Regions from separate parts of the Mus musculus genome. Here region 1 is linked to region 2. The links are chromatin contacts, called in public Hi-C maps. All regions are on one chromosome and are shown on one strand. The core of a region is the stretch at or near the end of the contact, and the rest is flanking DNA. Distances in the headings are between cores, read along the strand shown.

The links. A called contact is a pair of places that touch in the nucleus more often than the background predicts.
Region 1: a contact with region 2 is called in a Hi-C map of uterus, with 2.9 times the contacts expected there. The contact joins two enhancer-like sites. A contact is called at or near these places in 1 of 39 promoter capture datasets (hippocampal neurons), 18 of 484 Hi-C or Micro-C datasets (the G1E-ER4 cell line, the HPC-7 cell line, the STO cell line and 9 more), 5 of 115 datasets of contacts at active chromatin or transcription factors (astrocytes, embryonic fibroblasts, forebrain and 2 more) and 3 of 9 other capture datasets (adipose tissue, liver and pancreatic islet).

What each region holds. Positions count from the first base shown.
Region 1 is chr3:79,781,932-79,787,305 of GRCm38.p6, forward strand. No RefSeq gene overlaps it. Among named protein-coding and RNA genes, the nearest start is that of Rxfp1, 47 kb to the left of the region's middle. Within about 2 kb of position 2,545, at least 22 of the 459 cell types and tissues checked have an H3K27ac peak or open chromatin away from gene starts, as enhancers often do. A contact at or near this core is called in uterus, where this site is marked.
Region 2 is chr3:79,668,954-79,674,020 of GRCm38.p6, forward strand. It overlaps Rxfp1 (relaxin/insulin-like family peptide receptor 1), which reads right to left. Exons shown (of 18, transcript NM_212452.2): 6 at 1,894-1,965. Among named protein-coding and RNA genes, the nearest start is that of 4930579G24Rik, 42 kb to the left of the region's middle. Within about 2 kb of position 1,793, at least 3 of the 459 cell types and tissues checked have an H3K27ac peak or open chromatin away from gene starts, as enhancers often do. A contact at or near this core is called in uterus, where this site is marked.

The sequences.
Region 1 (5,374 bases), core at 1,295-3,794, 110 kb after region 2:
CTTGAGTCTTCACTAAGTCAGGGCTTGAACAGAGAGAGAAAGGGGCTGCGGGGTGGAACCCACTGGTTTGCTTCTTGCGTAGCATGCACAAAGCCCTCAGTTCATTCTCACAACAACAAAAACAGTAGGGCATGGGGCAGACATAGTGTGCACATGAATTCTTCATTGTATTTCCTGCAGAATAAAGGCAGGTGAATGATATTCAGATATATGTCCTACGGACATAAAGGATGCTTTAAGAAAAACATCTTTAGTTTGTGGCTGTTCAGAGCAGTCCCTGTTCACATTGAATGACAGCTGTGGGCTTCTGAGTTGGCAACTTCTGTTTATCCCAAACCACACCCGGATGTTATATGGTCAAGGCAGCTCGTGATACACTCTGTGACAGAGATACGAGGATCTATTTGCCCATATCTTTGTTTCTGGAGCGGAAGTTCATGATTGTGTGGGCATTGAACAAATGCAAAGACTTGAAGTCAATATTGATCCTCAACAGTCCTGGAGTCCATCTTAGGTTCTGTCCCGTGTACAGTTGAATGAAGGGATGTTGGAAGAAAGTCACAGGTGGGTATGGTAAAATTAGCTCCTGCGTGGTGGACACTTGTATGAAATTAGGTCAAAAGCCTATGTCTAGACTGCATTAGGTTTTTCTACAAAGGCTTTTTTTTTTTTTTTTTTTTTTTTTTTACTTAAAATATACTTAATATCACACACCCTTAGCTTTAGAAAGAAAAAAAAATGTGGATGAACAGATTTCTCAGTGTCTTCACACACAGGTACCCAAGATTCCCTTCTGAATCCCCAGGACCCAAAGAAAATGTCAGGCCACATGAATCTCCTCCTCCAACACTTCTTCTCTGGCTTTTGTGATAGCAAGGCCAGCGCCCGGCTGCTTCCCTTTGCTGTTGCTTTATATTTTCTGTTCTTGTTTGACAGTTTAACGCTTTTCTAAGCACACGTGTATAAGCCCACTTAAAACCAGTCTCAATGAGCTGTTGGAAATATGTCACTTATAAACTATCAATCAGCCAGGCGTGGCCATGCATGTCTTAAATCCCAGCACTCAACAGGTAGAAGCAAGCCAATTTCTGTACGTTCAAGGCCAACCTGGTCTACAGAGTGACTTTTAGGAGAGCCAGGGCTATATAGAGAGACTCTGTCGTAACAACGACAGCAATGACAACAACAACAACACCCAAAGAACTACAATCATGAAATATAGCTACATCCCAAGGCCCAGGTGACATTTATATTATATTTAATATGACAAGTGACATAAGCTTGTCTGATTGTCTTTTTTTTTTATTTTAGAAAATGTACTTTTTAGAAAAACGTATAGGGATATGGCATTTTAAAGTACATTTCCTTAAAAAGTAAAAATGTTAACAAATAGAAGACATTCTTTAAAATGTTGCTTTAACAAGAACAATGGACATAATATATCTATAGCTAAGAAGATAACGTCAATTTGTTAAATTAATATGTAGCTAAATAATGTAATATCATGTAGCCATGGAAAATGATACTGAATGAAATATATCTAGTGTGTGGAACTGTAACATGGTCTTTTGATTAAAACGATATGTGTATTGTAGCTCTGTTTTGATGCACAGAAAGTTCTGGAAATATACATCAAGGAGTTTCTGAGTATTTTTTTTTTTACTTTTTTTTTACTTTTACGTTTTATAATTTTTTTACATTTTAAAATCACAATAAAAACCAATTATTCAAATTAAACAATAATGAGTAGCTTAAGATTTTTTTTTTTTTGGTCCTGAGTGTTTTCAGAGGTGGGGGAGGGGAGAACAGTGGCTACAGCCAGCTCTTGCCAGTCTGCAGCGAGAGGAGTGAGGTAGGAGATCCAGGGTACACAACAGCTGGCGGAGGAGCACACAGCGCTTTCATCTTTGGCTCAAGAGTTCCCAGGCGCCCTTTATCTCCTCCTGGTTAGTGTCAGCAGAGAGATGACAAGGCTAGACACCACCTGCTCAGTGACCCTGCTTTGATTTAACCAGAGATGGAAATAAAGTGATTTTTATGGCAGTATCCACTGAAATTTATCATCAGTGTTTGATCTTCCTAAGAGTGTTGGGAAAGAACTATGACACAGGACGGTCATAAGACACTCTTTGATCCAGCTGTAGATTCAGAACGAGGACACTTAAAGTACCCTAAAGTATGTAGCTTGTGGCACAGACTTGGAATGGAGGGTGGGGTGGGGGGACCAGAACTGCCCTGTGTAAGCAGGTCCTTCAAGTCCAGCCCGCAGAGACTTCTGTGCCTTTTTGCTTGCTTCTGATTCTTTTAGAGCGCGGGCTTGTAAATTATCTGTCTGGAGTTGGCAGCAAAACCCGAAGCTTCTATTTCCAGAGAAGAGTCACTTTTAAAAAACAAGTCTGGTCATTTGTCATTTTCCAGAAATAGACAAGAGGTTCCAGAACCATTTGGGAACATTCTCAAAGTGCAGGTTGCCCCCAGTAAGACCGAGCTGGGCTTGGGGATGTGTCTGAGCCACACGGTGGCTGTAAAGTGCGGCAGCCCTGTGAGGGAAGGGCTGAAATGTGTTACAACCGAGGTGAATCTCTCCGCGTCAGTGCCCAAGGTGGCCGCTAAGTCACGTTCACGCAGCTTGTTGTTATTTCTCTGCTGTTGAAATGAGCCAGTTCAAGCCAGATTAGAAAATGCTAAATGCGGGTTTACTGGGAAGCTGCTGGGGGCGGGGTAGGGGCTGGTGAGTTCACTGGCTCCAAGGAAGGAGGCCAGGGAAGTTGCCAGGGTAAGAGAGAAAGATGGGAGAGGGGGAAGAAAAAGAAAGAGTGCAGAGAGAGAGGAGATGGGCAGGTGTGTGTGTTGGGGGGGGGGGTGGGGAGACAGAAAGGGAGAAGGGGGAGGAAGATGGGGAGGGCCACCAAAACTCTGGAGGAGAGGCTGGGGGAAGAACAACCCAATCACTGGGCTGGAAAGTTCAGGACTGGGGGTAGGGTATGCCAGGTAGGGACTGAAGGATGCTGGAAGAAACTGGAGGTCATATCTGCTTTGATATGTAAAAGATGCACCTTAGTGCCTGTCCCAGGTCCAAATCAAATACTTGGGGCAGTGTCTTGTTCTCCACTAGCTATGACGAATCCTGAGGAAAGGACTGTGTTGAGTTTTATTGTTTGCTTCTTTTAGTGCCAAGCTTTTCACTTGGGACATATGCCATGATCATTTGCTTATTGAGTTGACCATTATTATTATTATTATTATTATTATTATTATTATTATTATTATTATTACTCAAGGAAAGAATCATCCGTGTAAATTGAGTGTTTCTTACAATCTCCGCTCTAAACGGGATGGGTGTTGTCCTCAAATATATGCAGCAGAAATGCTTTATTTTTTTGAGGTCGGCTTAATGCAGGTCACATGATGGCTTAGTGTAGGTCACATGACTCAAGTTGTCTCAAGGAGACTTGAGGAAAGTGGGCAGAGGGAGCAGGGAGTTTTACATTTTAAAAGGGAGCTATATTCCGGGTGGCTCATGTCATTTGTTGGCTGTTGCCCTATGGAAGACCTGCTTCCTGGATCCTACACAGTTGTCTGGGGCACATGGGGTAGGGTGGGCTTGAGAGTGCGTGAAATGAAGACAGCAGAGAGAAGGAAGTCAGTGGGACTTTGATGACTTGGTTGGGTCGCTGCACCCAGCAGCCCTACAAAGGAAACTCTCTGGGGATTGATTTTTAAAAATGTTTTTGTGCTACTTTGATCGAACTCGGACCTTCAAACATACCAGCAAGTGCTTTGCCACTGAGCTATAACCCATCTCTTTTAGGTTTTAGAGTTTTAACAGCACTTGAGAAGCTATATATTCAGGAAGTTATATATGCCTTGAATTTGCTCTTCCAGTCTCAGCCTCTCAGTTACTTGGGGTTATAAGTGTATGCCACCATGCCGGGCTCCTGGTCGGGGAGGGGGCGATTCTTATGAGAAGTAATAGACTTTGCTTTTGTTTAAAACAAATTACAGAACATGCAGCTACAATGCATCCCGATTACTAAACGTCTACTGTAGGTTACAGGAAAACTGGAGGTTAGCTATGTTCTCTCTTAGGTTCCAAACGCAAAGGGCTTCTACCTCTAAGACCATGGGGTGCAAATGTAATGTGAAGCAAGATGGCCATCCTGCTAGCAGTTTCCAGCCTGATAGTTTCTCCATCCTGGGTTCTGGAGTGGAACGGAAAGACTGAGCCAAATCAAGAGGTAAAGTTTGACGGGCTCACGTGTTTGAGCACTCGGTCCCCAGCTGGTGACACTGTTTTGGAAGACTGTGAAGGCTGAGGAGGTGTGGCCTGGCTGGCCATTGAAGGCCCAACCCGGGTCTAGTTTTGCTCTCTCTGCTTCCTGCCTGCTATGACTCTTCTACAGACGGCAGGGGTGCGGGCTGGAAGGGTGGGGGGCATATCGGCCACCGAGCTTCCCTGAAGCAGAAACAAAAGGAGACAAAATAAATCTCTCTTAAGTCATTTCTGTCAGTTTTCTTTTCCCTCGTGATAAGAAAACTAGTTACCACTGTGAGTGAAGCATGCTAGGTGGAAGAAACCGAACTGAGAAGCACGTGGGGTAGACAACTGAGGCAATTCTCCATGATGCCTGGCCTGAGACAGAGCATTGTTCCAAGAGGAGCTAGGAGGGATGAGGGACTAGAAGGGCTAAGCCCTGGGAACTGAGCTAATGAAGATGAACAGTTATATGAAAAAGAGAGAGAGAGAGAGTGAGAGTGAGAGAGAGAGAGACAGAGACAGAGAGACAGAGACAGACAGAGACAGACAGAGACAGACAGAGACAGACACAGAGAGAAGAAGAAAGGAGGGAGGGGGAGGGAGGGAGAGACAGAGACAGACAGAGACAGAGAAAGAGAAGAAGAAGAAAGGAGGGAGGGGAGGGGAGGGGAGGGAAGGGAGGGAGGGAGAGAGGGGGGTGCAGGCTTGACTAGATCTCAGATTTATGGATCTTGAAACATAGATTACAAAATATGCTTATAAGATTCATCTTTTAATGTATTAATCTACACAACAAATATCTTTTGCTTAGTTATTATTAAAAGCTTCTTGAAGCCCTTCCAACATTTTGAGTAGTTCTTCTCATCAGTGGTTAAATTTAATCACCACTGGTGATTAAAATTTTAGAAAACTTAACAGTAAATCACAACCGTGATTCTAAATAGGACTTCTCAAAAAAGACATTCTAAGCCTGCTTTTTTTTGGCTCCTATTGAGCCTGAGTTCCAAAACCAAAGCTCTCCTATTGTACCATGCCTGGGAGGGGTGTCTTTAATTTTTTATAAAGGTTTATTTTGGCATGTCTGAGTCTTTTGCCTACATGCGTCTCTGCAGCATG
Region 2 (5,067 bases), core at 543-3,042:
TGAAATACAACTAGAACAAAGAAAACCTAAGGCAAATGGGAAGAATGAGACGCAGGCAGGGAATCATTGGTTCACGCAAGCTTTAGATACACTTATTTGTAAGAGGCTGCTTGTAAGGATGTGGATGGATGCACGGAACTTTGAAAGTCTCTTAAAAAAAAAAGTGTTCCCTGGGCTGGAGAGATGGCTCAGTGATTGAGAGCATTTGCTGCTTGCTCTTCCAGAGGTCCTGGTTTCGATTCTCTGCATGCACATGGTAGTTCATGTGGATTCGGACTTCCACCTTGCCTTGAGAGTCTAGGGGATTTGATCCTGTTTTCTGACACTCTTGGGCACTCAGTGTACACGGGGCACAGACACACATGCAAGCAAACCATCCATGTACACAGAATTTAAAAGGAAAAAAGATGGCTTTCCTTTTCCACCACGATACTCAACTTCATACCCATTTGGATAGTTAGTATCAAAACAAACTATCTGTGATGGTTTGTATATCCTTGGACCATGGAGTGGCACCATCTGAAGGTGTGGCCTTGTTGGAATAGGTGTCACCTGGTTGGAATGGGTGTGTCACTGTGGGTGTGGGTATAAGATCCTCACCCTAGTTGCCTGGAAGTCAATCTTCCACTAGCAGCCTTTGGATGAAGACATAGAACTCTCAGCTCTGCCTGCTCCATGACAGCCTGGATACTGCCATGCTCCCACCTTGATGATAATGGACTGAACCTCTGAACCTGTAAGCCAGCCCCAATTAAATGTTGTTTTTTATAAGACTTGCCTTGGTCATGGTGTCTGTTCACAGCAGTAAAACCCTAACTCAGACACCATCCAAGCAAGGAAAGGATGAGAGTGAGAGAGAGGGTGATGGTAAGGCTGAGGGTGAGGGCGGCAGCTGGGGGTGGGGGTGGATCAAGGGTGATGGCAAGGCTGAGGGGGAGAGTAGGGGTGGGGGTTGGGGCCAGGGGGTGAGGGGGAGGGAGAGGGTGATGGTAACACTGAGGGGGTGGGGTCTGGGGGGGCGAGGGCAGGGGTGGGGCGGCGAAGGTGCCGGCAAGGGCAAGAACAACTAGAACTCTTCAGTGTTGTTGTGTGAGATTAAAATGGTGTGGAGGAAGGAGTGTAGAAGATAGTGCTATAAAGGAGTAATGGAGAAACTAGAACTCAGTGAGTGAAGGGGTGGAGATGGGAGGGTAGGAGGAGTAGGGGGGTGGGGATGGAGGTCAAGGTACAGGAGGGAGTGTGTGTGTGGGGGAGTAACTAACTCCAAAGGTCCTTTGGAAATCCATGTTACTGTAGAAACTTTCTAAAGTGTAGACATAAAAAGAGTTTGAATGGAGTCACCACACGGTGGAGGATAACGATGCCTTCAGGAGACATCATACACTACCATGTCCCCCGACCCTCGCTCCCCGTACCAGGAATGAGATATATTTTGGGGGGACTTTGGCCAGAGAGGTTCCATAGACAACAGCAAACACTAGAAGCTATTGGCAATGCTATTAGGTAGGTTCCACAATTGGACACTAACACCCTGTTGCTGCAGATACCACACCAGTGGCACAGAACATGGGGAAATCTAGTTGTCACTCAACTGGAAACTCTGCCTGCCCTGGGTGTTTTTAAAATCTATTCCCATAACAGCCGGGAGTCGCCACTATCACAGGAAAGTAGAGGGAGCCGGTGCCCAAGGCTACTCCCTGCCTAGTGACATCAAGGCTTAGCTGGAACACAGTGTGCCCCCAATCCCATGCTCCCAGCCCTCCTGCCACACTGTCTCTTCAGCACTACTTGCAGGTCCCCTGCCTCTCTCCTGACCAGGAGAACTGGTTTGGACTGGACTGGACTAGCCTGGAATGCTGATGGTGCAGGGAGCCGTTTAGCCACCAAACTTACAGTTTAGTGAGGCTGCGCAGTCCTCTGAAGGCAGAGACGCTCACGGAGTGAATCCTATTGTTTTGCAGGCACCTGTGACCAAGAGTAGTCAGAAAGAAAACAATACACTAGTGTCAGCTTCACAAGATAAAAGACCCTGGCACATGTAATCGGAGGTGATGGTGGCACACGCGTGTGCCAACAGCCTTGTCCCTGGCACCGCTGGTAAACCTCCTTAAATGCATTTTACTGGAATTAGAAATTGACCTGAGTGGAAAGGGAGAGACAGTGGGATAACTGGCCCAAACTGGCATTTTGCTGTTAAATTCTTGTGTGCTTGGGTCGGTGTTTATTTGCAAGTTGAAGCTATACATGGAAATAATATCAAGCTGCCCTCCGTGCCTGTTTCTCTGCTCAGGTTAGTGCAGCTGTCAGACCTCACCAGGGAGGAGGTTTCCTTGTGCAGTGGATTCTCAAAACTGATCCAAGTGCAGAGAACATGTGTCATGGAGCGTTCGGCTAACTGGGACGTCTCTGCCACAGCCCAGTCTAAGGCCCAGGGACCGTTGTGGAGGAGGAGGTACAAAGACTGTAAGAGCCGGGGCTGGCGAGATGGCTCAGTGGTTAAGAGCGTCGACTGCTCTTCCGAAGGTCCCGAGTTCAAATCTCAGCAACCACATGGTCGAGTTCAAATCTCAGCAACCACATGGTGGCTCACAACCATCTGTAATGAAATCTGATGCCCTCTTCTGGAGTGTCTTGAAGACAGAGTGTGCTCTGTACTTGACAGAACCACTGCTCATGAGCTCAGGGAAGCCAATGCTCTGAACAAAAGCAAGCCAGTCAATGTTTTAGCATTGGGGAGGAGAAGTGAGGGGGTCATGAACCCCTGCCCTTAGCTGGTAAGGTACTGGCAAGAGATGGTTCCCAATGGGAGGGAAGATCCAGTTTTCTTTACAAGTGTGGGCTCTGGTAGGTTAACTCTGCTCCAGTGGATGACCCCTCCCCCACCCCAAGTTTACGGGCAACACAAATTAGACTCAGTGGGTCATTAAAAAAAAACACAGAAAGAAGTCACATAGCTGGGAGAGATATGGAGGCAGGGGTGGATCTGTGGGATGAATATGATAAAAATATATTGCATGAAATTCTCAATTAGTAAAACAACTGCAAAACTTTGAAGTTGTAAAGCTACACCAATAGGAGCTAAAGTGGTTATTTAGAATTAATTTTCTAGACAAGAACTAATGCAGAGAAAAGCACGCACTGATCACATGGGCCTAAAATCCAGGCTTTTACATTTTCCTGTTACATATTCAGATTTATAAGTGCTCACATAGAAACAGACAAAAAAGTATTTGTGACATATGATACCACAAATCTTATCGCAAAGCAACCCCAAATCCTAGTAAATCGAATTGAGTCTGAGTAATCTGACACCGTAAACCTTGGTCTCAAAAGCCATTGAGACAACCCGTAAGGGGTTTAAACGGCCAGTGAACTAGACTGGAACGTCACACAGGCTTACAGAGTGACCTCGAGTCGCCCTGGACGTTTGGACTCCATACATGACTGCATATTAGAAGGAACAGGACCCAGGGCTAAGCTCTCCCGTTCCGTGCACCCGTGCGCAATGTTGCAGCCCTGTGGTTGCGAGGGACGATGAAGCAAAGATGGTGGGTCTGGAATCCACATTACTATCGTTCTGGAGACTGTCTCACATTTATATATGACTTGTTAGCAGTAAAAGAGAGAAAGCAATGTGAACGGACTTCAGTTAGTTTGATTCACAGGCATCCCCCTGATTCCACCAGAAAAACGCAGCTACGGAATTGATTCTTTCCCGTGACATGTGGTGGCCCGGTCACGTGAAAGGTAACACATCCTATTTCCTGATACACAGGGAGACTTGAAGATGGAGTGTTGTGTTTTCACCTGTAGTGAGCGTCTAGTAAGCAGCAGATTGCACTGTCTGTATATGGAGCCAAGGTGTGCCTCTAGAAACCGGGCAGAAGGTTTTGTCGTTAGGCTCTTTGGATTGTTGTTTGAAGTGATTTGCAAAAATTCAAAGGCTCATGCCTATAATTCGAGTACTTGGGATACGGAGGCAGGAGGACTTCTCTTAGTTCTAGGCCAGCTGGATCTTCACAGTGAGACTTGTTTCAAAACACAAGCAGGGGATGGAGAGATGGCTCAACAGTTGAGAGCATTAGCTGCTCTCCCAGAAAACCCAGGGTCCATTCCCAGCATCTACAATGTGGCTCACAACCATCTGTAATTCCAGTTCCAATGAATCCAAAGCCTTCTTCTGGCCTGCACAGGCACAAGGCTTGCACATGGTGCACAGATAGACATGCAGGTAAAGCACTCACAAACAAACAAACAAACAAACAAACACCAAAATGTTTTTGTGTATCTAAATGCTATAGAACTGATACCGATGCCATCTAAATATGTGGCCACCAGGGGGAGCTAGATATCAGGAAGAGTCTTTGGGCATCGGAGGATTCAGGGAGTTGCCCTGAAAAGCATTTTTTTTTAAGCTGAGAAATTCTGAAAAATAGATTGTCATTGGAGTTTTATTTTCGAACACGAAATAAATCTTTTAAAATATCTGGCACTTTAGAATAGTTTATTTTTATGAACTAATTTTTCATTTGGATTCCCTCTGGTTCCATCTATTTATTATTAAAAAAAAAAAACACCAAGTTTATTACACAGTTTAAACTATCAGAAAGACAGACAAATCTCTGACAACATAAGGCAGGACCTTGGCCTCTTGAGGATTATGCCTTTCTTTTTATTTTGCTATCAGAAGATAAAACTGAAGAATTATGTCTGTCATGAGCACATGATGTCAGAAACATGGACAGACATATTTGTGTCTTTTCACCCCGTCATAAATTACTGAATAACAACACATTTGTAAGATTTATTGTTTTTGTTGGCTGTAGTTTATAAAATAGTTCTGATAGCTCTTTACAGTAGTAGTTCTCAACCTGTGGGTCACACATCAGAAATTTATGTTATGATTCGTAACAGTAGCAAAATTACAGTTATGAAGTAGCAACTAAATAACTTTAATCTTGGAAGTCACCACAACACGAGGAACTGTAGTAATGGGTTACGGCATCAAGAAGGGTGAGAACCACTGCTCTACAACATAACCACGGCAATCACAGGTTCTTCTATTAC